Regions from separate parts of the Mus musculus genome. Here regions 1, 3 and 4 are each linked to region 2. Evidence: chromatin contacts called from public HiChIP or PLAC-seq data. All regions are on one chromosome and are shown on one strand. The core of a region is the stretch at or near the end of the contact, and the rest is flanking DNA. Distances in the headings are between cores, read along the strand shown.

The links. HiChIP or PLAC-seq counts read pairs in DNA pulled down with a chosen protein or histone mark.
Region 1: a contact with region 2 is called in an HNF4G HiChIP or PLAC-seq map of pancreatic cancer cells. The contact joins the promoter of Gsx1 here to the promoter of 4930573C15Rik in region 2. A contact is called at or near these places in 11 of 39 promoter capture datasets (the 3T3-L1 cell line, cranial neural crest, embryonic stem cells and 4 more), 6 of 115 datasets of contacts at active chromatin or transcription factors (acute myeloid leukemia, embryonic forebrain, embryonic midbrain and 3 more) and 2 of 9 other capture datasets (embryonic stem cells and liver).
Region 3: a contact with region 2 is called in a FOXA1 HiChIP or PLAC-seq map of pancreatic cancer cells. The contact joins the promoter of Rnf6 here to the promoter of 4930573C15Rik in region 2. A contact is called at or near these places in 1 of 39 promoter capture datasets (erythroid cells), 1 of 484 Hi-C or Micro-C datasets (the G1E-ER4 cell line) and 1 of 115 datasets of contacts at active chromatin or transcription factors (pancreatic cancer cells).
Region 4: a CTCF HiChIP or PLAC-seq map of the NIH/3T3 cell line shows a contact between it and region 2, with 6 read pairs. The contact joins the enhancer-like site here to the promoter of 4930573C15Rik in region 2. A contact is called at or near these places in 1 of 15 datasets of contacts at CTCF or cohesin (the NIH/3T3 cell line), 14 of 484 Hi-C or Micro-C datasets (CD4 T cells, CD8 T cells, Th2 cells and 7 more), 2 of 115 datasets of contacts at active chromatin or transcription factors (large pre-B cells and pancreatic cancer cells) and 1 of 9 other capture datasets (embryonic stem cells).

Annotation. Positions count from the first base shown.
Region 1 is chr5:147,186,682-147,189,979 of GRCm38.p6, forward strand. It overlaps Gsx1 (GS homeobox 1), which reads left to right and starts at 2,015. Exons shown (of 2, transcript NM_008178.2): 1 at 2,015-2,617; 2 at 3,097-3,298. The coding sequence starts at 2,209.
Region 2 is chr5:146,702,005-146,705,575 of GRCm38.p6, forward strand. It overlaps 4930573C15Rik (a long non-coding RNA gene), which reads left to right and starts at 1,833. Exons shown (of 2, transcript XR_868703.2): 1 at 1,833-2,183.
Region 3 is chr5:146,219,992-146,223,075 of GRCm38.p6, forward strand. Rnf6 (ring finger protein (C3H2C3 type) 6) reads right to left here and starts at 1,466. Exons shown (of 5, transcript NM_028774.3): 1 at 1,229-1,466; 2 at 411-493.
Region 4 is chr5:146,992,012-146,995,174 of GRCm38.p6, forward strand. No RefSeq gene overlaps it. Among named protein-coding and RNA genes, the nearest start is that of Mtif3, 30 kb to the left of the region's middle. Within about 2 kb of position 1,635, at least 44 of the 459 cell types and tissues checked have an H3K27ac peak or open chromatin away from gene starts, as enhancers often do. A contact at or near this core is called in the NIH/3T3 cell line, embryonic fibroblasts and pancreatic cancer cells, where this site is marked.

The sequences.
Region 1 (3,298 bases), core at 765-3,264, 480 kb after region 2:
TCAATAAGGTCTAGGGGCTGGAGGGAGAGGGGGAAACTGGTTATTCTCCCCCCCCCCCCCCCATATTCTTTCCCAGTAGCTTTGGCCTTGCTTGTATTCAAGGGCTCTTAACCCTTTCCTCGCTTGGGGCGTTCGGCAGCTCCCAGGAGAGCCCTTGCATTGGCACCTCGGCTGACTTGCCAGCTTTGGAGCGCAGCAGCCTCCCCCTTCTACCCTCGGGCAGCGTCCACACCCGTTCCGCCCTAACCCGCCTCAGCCCAGCGGGGAGCCCCTCTCTAGTCTCAGCTCTCCCGCCACCCAGCCCAGCCCAAATTTCCCAGAGAGCAATTAGAACGGGAATTAGGCTGCATTGATGCGTACCGGCTGGTTTGCGGGAGCTTTGGGGCCGAGACCATAGCTTGGGGGCACCGCATGCCAAGCACCAGGGGACCACTGAGCCCTCACTCTTGCTAGATGGCGAGATGGCACGCCCTCCACGCAGGTTAGCTCCCCCTATGGCGACCCTCCCATTGTCGAGGCAGTTGCTCTCACACACACCCTCTCCCATAACAAATCATCTTTGATTTTTTTAACCAGTTGTTTGTGGCGGCTCGGATGTCATGAACACTGCAAACCCATACAGAGGCCTCGGGTTTGGGCGGCCTTGCACTGATTCATCCACCCCCTCCGTAAAGCTCCCCTTTCTTGGTCTCACGATTCCGTTCACGGTTCAGAGCAGGTGACTGTGGCGATTTGTAAAATCGAAAGTAGTAAATTCGAAATCTTTTATGCTAATTTCTCATTGTATGTTAAACGCACAGGGACAGAGACAGCTCTGAATCCCGGGATGATTTTTTTAAAAAACTGAAGCTGTGTACACAGAGCGTGGCATTTGAAGTTGTTTAACCATTGTGTTACCAGAAAGAAAGAAAAAAAAGAGTGCGGCGACGGTAGGAGGAAGCAAAGGGCAACAGAAACTGGGAAAGACAGAAGAGTGCTCTTCCTTTCTCTCCAGCCGTGGGAAGCAACGCTTTCGAGTGCACCGGCGTGTCTAGTGGAGTGTGTGCGAGTGGAGAGTGCGCGCGCAACGTCTGTGAGAGTCTACACCATCCACACTCACCACGTTTGGTGGGGTGGGAAAGCTTCATACCCACGAATTCGGCTCTCACTCCCCTTGCTATGTATCTGTCCGTATTTTCAAAGACTACCCACCCGCGTACTTGTTTTGTTGCTATTTCTTTACATACACGGCCCTGTTGTTGAAGGGAAGAGCTGGTTGGCCAAGGGTCCACCGAACAAAGATGAGGAGTCACAGGCAACACCAAAATTGGGAGCCTTTGATTTTCTGAGAAAACACGGACAGAGATGAGGTTAGTCTCCAATGAGGACTAGGGAGCCTTTCTCTCATCCTCTGAGGCGCACTCAGAAACCTTGTTTTTCTGTCTCCAAATAGTGCGAGAGAAGAGACTCCACAGGTGGGAATGGTGGCCGCCCATTAGGATGCTTCATAGGATGCAGAGCTGAGCTTCGAGAACTAAGCGAAAGCGATACACTTGGTGGAACTGGGGTGGGGGGAACGAGCAAGGAAGAAGTAACAGAAAGAAAGGGACCAGGATCAAGTGGGCAGAGGAGATGGGTGTGCGCCCACGGGGATCTGTGCAAGCGAGGCAGCACGGGTGCGGAAATCAATAAGATAAATGGACCGATCGCCAGCGCAAAGCCAAAGGAAAGTAAGAAATAAAGAGAAAGAAAAGAATATTAAATCGCGGGAGAATGAGAAAATAAACCCGAAAAGGGAAGAGGAGGGGGGCGAGTGCGCCTGTTACGGCGTGGGTGGGGTTGACAAGAATAGAGTACATTATGCAGTTCATTTAGTTAACAAGTGAAATAATGAGGAAGCGTGCAGAGTGAATGCCAAGAGAAAGGGCACAAAAACCCTATTGAGAGGCCCCGGCCGCTCCTGGCGTAGCCCATCACATGGCAATAGTCCTATTTAAGCGGCGCCGCCGGCGTCTTTCAGCACCACTAGCGCTGGCCAGCACCTCGCCCGCTCCGGGAGGTGCCCGCAGCAGCAGCCAAGGTGATTCCAGCCCGGGCTTGAGCCGCGCGTGGAGCCTCCGGGGCCCGGGAAGCTGCGGGTGGCCGCGGCCAGGGGAAGCTACGACAGGATCTGCAGTTCCCTCGGGCTCCAGGGGCGGGCTGGCGGCAGGTGGACCGCGCGCCGGAGCCATGCCGCGCTCCTTCCTGGTGGATTCCCTTGTGCTGCGGGAAGCCAGCGACAAGAAGGCTCCGGAGGGCAGCCCGCCACCGCTCTTCCCCTACGCGGTCCCGCCGCCGCACGCGCTCCACGGCCTCTCGCCGGGCGCCTGCCACGCGCGCAAGGCCGGCTTGCTGTGCGTGTGTCCCCTCTGTGTCACCGCTTCGCAGCTGCACGGGCCCCCCGGGCCGCCGGCACTGCCGCTACTCAAGGCGTCCTTCCCTCCCTTCGGATCGCAGTACTGCCACGCACCCCTGGGCCGCCAGCACTCCGTGTCCCCTGGAGTCGCCCACGGCCCGGCTGCGGCCGCAGCAGCTGCTGCACTCTACCAGACCTCCTACCCGCTGCCGGATCCCAGACAGTTTCACTGCATCTCTGTGGGTAAGCGGGGTCCCCGCGCGAAATTGGGGGGCGGTGGTCCCGGGGTGGGGGGAAGTGAGTGAGCTAGGGATGGGGAAACGGCGCGCTATGGGGGACGGTGAGGATACTCGAGGGGCGCTCACAGTGCTAGACTGGGACCGGACGTAGGAACCGGGGAGAAGCCAGAAAGATCCTGGGGCGAAGGGGAAGGGGTTAAGGCCAGCTTTGAGATGTTCCTTAAAGGGGTGTTAGGGACAACCGATTCCGAGGAGAATTGGAGTCTGTGACTTGGCAAGGAGGCACCCGCCTGTGGAGTGATGAATGGAAGGATGGAAGGGATGTGTGCCTGATTCCAAGGTTGAGGCTAGCCTCAGTTCAGCGGGAAATTAGGCCCAAGGCTCAGAGGTTTGATGATCTCTCTCTCTCTCTCTCTCTCTCTCTCTCTCTCTCTCTCTCTCTCTCTCTTTCCCTCCCTCCCCCCCCCCCCCATCGCCCTCCAGACAGCAGCTCGAACCAGCTGCCCAGCAGCAAGAGGATGCGGACGGCGTTCACCAGCACACAGCTCCTGGAGCTGGAGCGAGAGTTCGCCTCCAACATGTACCTCTCCCGCCTGCGGCGCATCGAGATCGCGACCTATCTGAACCTGTCCGAGAAGCAGGTGAAGATCTGGTTTCAGAACCGCCGGGTGAAGCACAAGAAAGA
Region 2 (3,571 bases), core at 583-3,082:
TTACATATATATCTTATTTTCTAAGGCAGGCTTTCCTATTGAGCATGGAGCTCACCCACCCAGCTAGAAAAGCAGGTGATCAAGTTCCTGGCATCCTCCTGTCTCTGCCCCACCCAGCTCTGGGATTGCAGGAACTGAATCCACCCACATCTAGCTTTTACTTAGGCTACTGGGGATCGAACCCAGGCCCCCATACTTTTATAGCAAACACTTTCTTGACTGAGTCGCCTCCCCAGTCCCACAGCCGGTTTTGAACCCTGGTCAGATCGCACATCTGGGATGACCTGAGGTCAGAGTTGCTTCTTTCCACCATCTTAAACAAAAGGACAGCACCCAAAAGTTTCCCAGTACTAAGGTCTTGCACAGTACATGGAAGACAGCTGTGAATCCAGTCTTCCAACAGATCCCCCAAAAGTCAAAAATATCACCAGGAAACGGCCTGATACTGCTGGGGTAAGAGAGTCTCGTGATTACGTGAGCCCACCAACCAGCCGCTTACCACCATCCCTGATGGCTGGATGCCTGTCTGCCTTGATGGCTACTCAGACTCAGCCTGGCACTAGGGGTGCAACAGAGGTTATTTTAAGATATTATTTGGGTAAAGGCAAAGAGAAAAGGTGCTGTTTAAGGGGTTCCCATAAGCCCCAGGAATGGTATGAATGGTTTAAAGTGTCCAACGATCTTGTCAGTACCCTACGTTCAGAGACCTGCTTGGAGACCTGCTTCCCCCCTTTGCAGCTGCCAGACTTTCCCCTTTAACTGTAGAGAGTGGAATTTTTCTCACTCCCTTACAACCAAATGCACTACTAGGTACATAAGTGAGAGACACCATTGAAATAAAATAAGAGACCTCTGCAGGTCAAGGGGAAGACTTTGGGAGTCTCACTGTGTAACCCCCTGATAGTCTGGGACATGCTACGTAGAGCAGGATGCACTCAAACTCAAAGAGATCCTCCTGCCTCTGCCTCTCAAGTGCTGCCGTTAAAGACATTCAGGGTCCTCACCTGCCACACCATGGTTTTCTCGGTTTTCTCGAGGAAGGATCCAGATGCCCTTCGCTAGAGATCAAACTGACACAAACATGAGCTACCCTGCAGATTCCCCTGGAGACGTTTCAGTGTGCTTCCCGGGGCAGTTAGAGGACCTCAGAGATCATCTTGTTTGGATACGATGTAACATCTGTACCTGCAGCCCTTGTGATGTACCTAGGAGACTGATGTGGCTACAAAGTCTATTTGGTTCTCTTTTTTTTGGGGGGGGGGGTGGCGGGCTTCAAGACAGGGTTTCTCTGTGTATCCTTGGCTGTCCTGGAACTCACTCTGTAGACCAGGCTGGCCTTGAGCTCAGAAATCTGAAGAGACATGCCCTGTTCCAGCCCTGAACTGACTGCCTTAAAAATTTTTTTTTCTGGTCAATTCTGTCCCCCAAATCCACTTGTTCTAGGCCAAATGACTGAGAAGCAAGAGAGAAGGAAAAGCAAAGAAGGAAACAGCTGTCAATAGGACCATCTCTCACCTTTGCATCTGAGGGTTTTTTTTTTCATTATACATATGTCTAGGTTAAAAAAAATGATGTATCATCCCACAACTTATTAAAAAGAAGGGGGGAGTTGGTGGTGCTGGTGGTAGAGAAGGAGGAGGGGGAGAAGGAGAAGGGGAGGAGGGGAGGAAAGGGTAGAGGAGGAGGAGGAGAAAGAGGAAAGAGATGTATAGAAAGAGTATCCACAACACACGTGAAGCCAGTCACAGGCGCCACTCAGTCTGCAGCTGGCCCAAGTTTATCTCTGACCATCCCCCCGGCAGTTTGAAACATTACAGTTCACTGATAACCAGAAATGACTAAGCGCTAAGGCTGCTCAAATATCACCCCTGTAGCACCAATAAAAAACCCATAACTCCTGGCCTGGCAGAGAACTGTGGCCAGCACGCTGAGGAAGGGATGGTTATATTACCCAACCACGGGTTACAAATGGCTTTGTAATCAGTATCTTCCATACCCAGCTTAGCCCGAGTGGCCCTCAAGCCAGCACAGCCCCGTGGCAGACCAGAGGCCTTCCACTTCCTGGAAAGTGGATGTCTGAGAATTGATCATTCCTGGAGCTAGCTCTCTCAGAGCTCCGTTCCGTCTCCATTCAACCTGATGCTAACGACAGCAGGGTCTGGCTGGCCCCACTTCTACCATAAGTAAGAGAGTCACAGGGCAATGAGAATTTCTCAAGGAATCTGAAGGCCCCCTTCCCCAAACTAGGAAAGGGGCCACATGGCAGCTGGGACAAAGATTGCTGTAATTTTAAAAATGATTTTTATCATTATTTTTATATTATGTGTATGATGAAGGGGTGGTTTTATGTGTACAATTTTATGTGTACGATGAAGGGATGGTTATTTTACGTGTATGAATGTTTGCCTGTATGTGGCTATGCGCAACACATGCATGCAGTACCCAAGGAGGCCAGAAGAGGGCATCAGATTCCCCCTGGATCTGGAGATTAATATGGTTGTGTGCCAACTGAGAGCCAGAAACCCAACCCAGATCCTCTGTGAAAACAGCCAGTGTTTTTAACCACTGAGCCATCTCTCTGGCCCACATTGTTACTGTTTTAAAGAGTGGTGCCTAGGAGACAAACAAACGTAATTAATTTTTAAATCTAGGGCTAAAATGAGATGTGCAGATAGCCACTCCCATTGACCCAGGCCCAAGGGCTGATTGAGTACCTGGGTGAATCTGTCCTATGGCTTTGTTCCATGCTACCAGCAGACAACCAGTCAGTGATATTACTCAGTGGCTAAAAAGGATGGTCTCTCTCTCTCTCTCTCTCTCTCCCTCCCTCCCCCCTCTCTTTCTTTCTTTCTTTCTTTCTTTCTTTCTTTCTTTCTTTCTAAATTGGTGTCATGTGGATAGTAAGATGCACACATTCTAACAGAATGTTGTGTGTGTACATGTTTGTGCATGCAGCAGCCAGACAATCGTTGGTGAAGAGCGTTCCTGTGTCCTGGTGTCCCCATCCCCTTCCCACACTCAGTCAGTCAATCCCCTCAGCCTTTTGCTCCGACAGAAGTATTATCTGAACGTCTAGCGCTGTAGATTTGTGGTATCTGGTTTTAGAAGTTAAATAAACGTATTCACAGCCAGGGTACCCTTAAGTCTCTGGCTTTTTATCATTCAACATTATGTCTTTGATATCTTTGTGTATTGGCTGTGTATAGTGTTTCATTGATGAGTTGTTGTTGTTGCTATTATTATTATTATTATTATTATTATTATTATTATTATTATATTACTACATAAGGTCTTGCTATGTAGTCCAGGCTGACCCAAAATTCACAATCCGTCTGCCTCCCAAGAATTGCCAGGAGTCTGACTAGTCTCACTGTTTGGCCCCTCTAACCCTTACCGTACCCCACCCTCACATACCCACCCCTCCCCCACCATATAAATGATGCCCCGTTCTCCCACTCAAATCAGCACTTAATCTTGTCTATGATCCTGGCACACAGATGATATGACCCTTCCGCCACCCCTAAAGCTCCTCTGCTGGGGGCATCTTGTTTATATGAGGCTCAAGAATGTT
Region 3 (3,084 bases), core at 216-2,715, 480 kb before region 2:
TAATTAATAATATCAAAAAGTAAAGGATTTCCATTTGCACTGCAATCAGTAACTATTAGCAAAGTGCATTTTTGGTGGTCACAGCAGAAACTTGGTTTTTTTTTTTTGGGTGGGGGGGGTGTTTCGAGACAGGGTTTCTCTGTATATCCCTGGCTGTCCTGGAACACACTCTGTAGACCAGGCTGGCCTCGAACTCAGAAATCCGCCTGCTTCTGCCTCCCAAGTGCTGGGATTAAAGGCGTGCACCACCACGCCCAGCTTAGAAACTTGATTTTTGAAACAGATGTTTAATAAGTGGAAATCTAATGACAAAAAAAGTCAAGTTCTTTAAAATATTAAAAAACCAGAGATCTTCTCCTCCAAGGCAATATTCTTGGATTAACTAAGCATAAGTAAGGCAAAATGAATACCTTATTTTCCTTTGAACATTCTTCTAACAGATGAGACTGTATCCATGCTTCTGATGTTTGTGCCTCTTTTGAGAGCTGCTCATCTGAATAAAAACAAAAGTTGTATTATTCAGCAAACTGCCTCTTTGAAGTCCCGGAACACCCAGTAGTCTCCCGACTCCTCTGCAAAGCCAGAGCTAAATTCTCCAGAAGGTTCTGTTATACCATCATCTAGGTAATTAGAGACTCATACAATTAGATAACAAAAAAAAAAAAAAAACCTCCCAGAAGGTCTCTCCTCCTACACTGTCACCGCTCCGAGGATTGCGCCTCCTCCTTTCTCAAAGGCCTTCGTACCGTATCACGTTCCCATCTGGGTGTAGCTAGGGTTAGGTGAGGAAGTTAGTTTAGTTCTAAGCCTTCACTTCGTTGTCAACCGCCCCCACCATCCCGCTACTGGTTCTTTTCCTTATCCTGTTAATCGAGGCCCCCGACTAGGGTTAAGATGAAGTCCCTACTCCAGTAAACGAACTGGACTCAGGAACCCGACCAATCTCACCTCAATCTAGCCTCAAGTAACGCTTCCCCTGCGACCTGGATTTGGCTTTGGGGCCGGCCAATCAGCAACTAGCAAAGCTCAACCAGCAAGCAATAAGCCAATCGGATAAGAGGTAAGTGTCTCTCCCCTCGGAACCCCGCCCCCTAGCACGTCCTCCTCTCCGAGGCGTCTCCCGGAAGTAGTAGTGAGACTCACCAAATGACCCTTCCCCCGCCCCGTGTACCCAACGCCCCCTCCCCCCGACCCCACCTCCAGCGCGATGACCCGCGGTTGTTCTCACCGAGGCGGCGAGGGGGCGGAAGGTTCTTGGCCGAGCCTTCGAAGGCCGCTACGCCCTCTAATCTTCCCCTGAGGCGCGAAGCTCAGAGTCTGTGTTGCTGCTCGGAGTCGACCTGGCGGAGAGAAAGCTAAGAGAGGAGCGTCCGATCTCCGGCCTTCTCGCACCGCCTCGGAGAACTAAGACTGGCCACCGTCTGCAGCGACCCTGCCGGTGCGTCTGGAAACGGCGCTCCCCGGAAGCCGAGCCGCGGCGCCCGAGTTCCGCATCTGCTGTGCGCAGGTCCGGCTGTCGCGGGCTCGGGTCAAGGCACTCAGAGCCCGTGGCGGCTTCAGGACCGAAGGCGGAGGCGCCTTTCCACCCTTTGGAAATGCCAGCTCCTCTTCTCGTATTTCAGTGTCCTTTGACGAAGTCTGGAGAAAAACGCATCTGTCAAGCTGTTCGTTGCTCATTACTACCCGGGTTAACTACCCAGTTTGAAATTTTCCCTTAGTGTAGTTCACTGGGATGAGGAAACTAAATATCAAGTGCTTGTGATGAGAAAGCACTTCGAAGCTCCCAATATTAACCATTCACGTTCTTTCTCTCCCGCTATCCCTTGTCTAATTTCTTTTTTCATTATATGACACCAGATTTACCCAACCATTTCTTGTGGTCCTGGTAGGGCCCTTTCCTGACACCCCCATCAGCCAAATGGCTTAATCAGTTTAATACGCGCATACTGCTGTGATTCATAACTCTTTCCTCCCTTCTTTCATTATTGAGTGACTTTGTTTTGTTTTGAGACGGGGGCTCATATAGCCCAGGCAGGCCTTTAGCTGGTGAGCTTCTTGCCCTTCTTAGGGATGTGCTACCATGTTTGCTGGGTGCTTTGTTACCATGATGTAGCAAGCCTTAGCATCAATGAAACTACTAGAGTAAAAGGTGATACTGTCTATCAGGAGGATTCCCCTCCTCTCTCCCCATCTGTTTAATATTTAAAACATAGGAGAGTGTTACAGATTTCTCCTGTAGAAAAGTGACCCCAATTGGGGAGACCAATGGCTTTAAAGTGGGTTGGGTCTTATTTAGGGTGTCCTGCTTGGTGATTATTTTCTCTCCCTTTGAATATTGATCCAAACTGTCTATATGTCCTTTTATGTTGTTGTTCTGAGGATAAGACTTTCCTTTGAGTTTCCTTCTGGAAGTAAGGTTATTGTTGGAGTTCCTTTCCCCAACTTCATCAGGGAGCTATGTGATGGAGACAGTGGTGGGTGTATGTCTCTGTGTAGCCTGACTTTGTTTTTTTTCTAGTATCCAATTGCTTCATGATTCTCTAAAGCTTTCTTTGTATAGCTCTATTTGGGATTGTGGTGGTTTGAATAGGAATGGTCCCCGTAGATCCATGTGTTTGAATGCTTGGCCATAGTGAGTGGCACTATTAGGAGGTGTGGCTTTGTTAGAGGAAGTGTGTCACTGTGGAGGCAAGGCTTTGAGGTTTTAGATGCTCAAGCTACAGCCAGTGTGAAACATATTCAGTCTCCTCCTTGCTGTCTGTGTATGGATTAAGATGTAGAGCTCTCAGCTCCTTCTCTAGTACCATTATCTCCTGCACACTGCTATGCTTCCCACCATGATGCTAATGGACTAAACTTCTACAACTATAAGCCAGCCCCAATGAAATGCTTTCCTTTACAAGAGTTGCCTTGGTCATGGTGTCTCTTTACAACAATAGAAACTTTGACTAAGATGGGGAGATGTCTATTTTTTTTCTTACTCTGACTATGTCTTTCAGAGGCACACATCAAGCCAGCCCTCTCATCTCTCACCTTACCTTGAAGTCCCTTCCATTTCTTTTTAATACTGGAAGTGGGACTTGT
Region 4 (3,163 bases), core at 385-2,884, 290 kb after region 2:
ATGTTCAACCCCATTTCATGGATGGGAAAACTGAGGCTTGAGATTTGAAAAAAAAAAAAAAACTGGGCCGAGGTGAGGGGCAGGGAGTGACGGGGTCAGGATTCTGCCATCTTCAACTTGCTGGTAGAAGAGCCTCAGTGGGGAAATATCCCCTGGGCAGCACAGCAATGAGACTCTCAGGCAGGCACCCTGAATTCTAACACATCTCTGTATCTATTAACAGTAGTACCCATGGGCATGGCTATGAATTTAAGCTTCAGCGCCTGCTGTCCTAACTAAAGCCGGCAAAGTCTCAGCATAGCACAAGGCTGGGCAACCGTAAGGCTTGCAGGATAGCCAGGAGGGAAGGCCCAGGCAGGCCTCAGACTCTGCAGGATGCAATGACAGCCGAGTCACTGCCTCGTGTTCCTACACAGTGTGGTGAGCTGAATCTTCCAGACTGTTCCCTGGACTTTCTGCTTTTGGGTCACTTGGCTTCCTCATGGGGAAACTGATACAATAAACTGAGGCCACTTCTTGGGGGAGCTGAAACAATCCATGTCATCATTTGGAGAGCTTTGAACATTCAGAGTAATGATGACTGTGAATGCCATTCTTCAGGTGGTGTGTATAATCACTGTCCTGTCTAGTTGGCTCAGAAACCACTAGCAATACGTAAATTTACTAACTGGATGACCCCTGTCAAATAGGCACATGGCCAGGAAACTTAGAAACAGGAGCGAACCTGGGTTTCAAGTCCCCATGTCCCCAAGCCTCCTACTATATAAAGAAAAAGCATTATGTCTTCTGTGGGGACTTCAGCTCTAAGCAGGAAGGTCTGCACAAGCACACACAACCCCCCCACGCACCCCCCACGCACCCCCACACCCCCACGCACCCCCACGCACCCCCACACCCCACACACCCCCACGCACCTCCCACGCACCCCCACGCACCCCCACACCCACACCCAGACACCCCTTTACCTCTGAGGAGCAGTCTAGCCCCTCACTATCTGGTCCTTGGATCTTGTTTCCTCAGTGATCTGCAGATGTGTCCTTAGAGCTCATCTCTAAGGTCCCCTCTGCTGATGGATTTTTAAGCCCTGGGAGATGGTGTGATACAGTGGCTGCCACTCCAGGGTCTCACCTGACATGGCTTTCAGGAGTCTCTTATGTATGCTGTGCTCAGTTTCGCTTGTTCGGTTGGTTTTCCTCTGATTGGTAGCTCTGTCATGCTAACTCCTCGCTACTCTGAGATCTTTGGGGTTCTTATTTGTATGCTTCCTATTTCCTGAGAGTCACAGACTGAGAGCAAAGGTAGGTGAGGTGGGCCGTTTCTCACATACCCCAGCCTGGAAGGCAGTGTGGTCCTGGCAGCTGCACAGCACTGGGAAAGGCCTCCTGAGTCCCATCCCTTAGATTACAACGGCAGCCGCGGCTCCAGGGTGTGGCGTGACACACATCGGCCACTCGTGCCTCAGTACTGTGATTCTGTGGCCATCTTTGCTCAACCAACCTCTCACTGGCTAGCCAGAGACAAGTCTTTCCCACTGACCTCTGATTTAGGGAAAGACGATCTGTGCTGTTGACAGTCCCCGAATAACCTCACAACAATTCGGCCCCAAGGTAATGACTAGAGACCACAGCCCTGCCGCAGACCTGGGCTTTCCCCTGGCCAAACCCTAAGTGACTCAGCCTTGTCCCAACTGGCAGGCCTGCCAGGTCCCAGGAATTCTTGGCACTTCTGGATGGCCCCGTTCCAGCCCACGCTGCTGGTTCTGGGTCATCCTGATGTGACAGCTCCCTGGATGGAGGGGAGAGAGCAGGAGAGCTCACTGCGGAGTTTGTGAGCATCCCAGATTCGGGGGAATTCTGTGCAGGGCCCTTCACCTGCCTGGCTGATTACCCTGTTTGTATCTTCCTAAATGAAGACGATCCCCACCATTGTGCCTGGGCTCTGTTTACTCCCAGCCCCCTTTAGGAAGAAGAAAGGCTGGAAACTACATCCTAATGGCCCAATTAGTCCTAATGCTGCCTGGTGTTGACTGTTTAGTTACTGACATATTGTGTACAGAACTAATTGTGGGGAAAGCAAATGAATGGCCAGGAAACAAACAGACTACTAGAATATAATTACGTGGAGTGTCTGTCTTTAGTACCTGTGCGGTGGGTTTCATTATCGTCAACAGTCCCTAAGTTGCTCCAGAGAGTGGCATTTGTCATTTTCATAGAAACTTGATAATGACATTAATTTATCTTAATGGCCTGTTCTATTGTTATAAATAGTAAAATTAGCTTAAATTGTCTTGCTTTTGCTGGTTTTGGATGGCTGTAGAGGGCCCCGCAGCAGCCGACGAGTAGATAATTTGGTGTGCTTGACAGATTTCCAATAATCCGCTATGTGGGAACACAAGCAATGCCAGGGCCATTAATGTTCATTTTCCTCTAAATTCATTACTGCCCTTTTCGCTTTTATCTTTTTTAATGTCCGGGCCATTTTTCTATATTTCAAGTGGCGCCACAGAGCTATTCATGCTCAGCCGGCTATTAACATTCTGCACATAGCGAGCGTCCTGGAGAAAAACAAGTCTTTATGGGGCGAGGAGCCTGCCTCTTCCATCCACTGGAAAAGCAGGCAAAAATGGGGGCTTCACAGGATTGGGGCCCCGGGCGTAATTAAGTCAAATGTAATTTTAAAGAAATTTAAATGTTTTCATTTGCGGCCAAGGTAAAACACTCACAGGAGAGCCCAAGACAGTGCAGGCGTGTTGCTGACAGTCACTTTTTCCATCGGAGCGGACGCTTGTCTCCACGTCCACGGCGTTTGGTCGGGTTGTTTAATGTTTTCTACAAACCCAGGTCTACTTCATCTCTAAAGGTATTATGTTTAATTCTATTTCTGTAAGTGAACATAGCTTCTCCAGCCAGCAGGCTTATTTCTCATTTAAAACAACAACAACCCTTAGAGTTTAGAATTTTTGCTTTTGGTTCCAAATCTTTACTTTGCCACAGGTCCTGTTAATCCACAAAACCGGTGGCTTCAGCCTCCCAACATTGTTTAAATACATCTGTCCCAGATAATAAAGGTACCAAATAATAACGGGGGTGACAAGAGATTTGTGACAAGAGATAATGTACATCCTTTGGCGTACAGCCATGAAAAAGCACAGGAAGTGTCATGT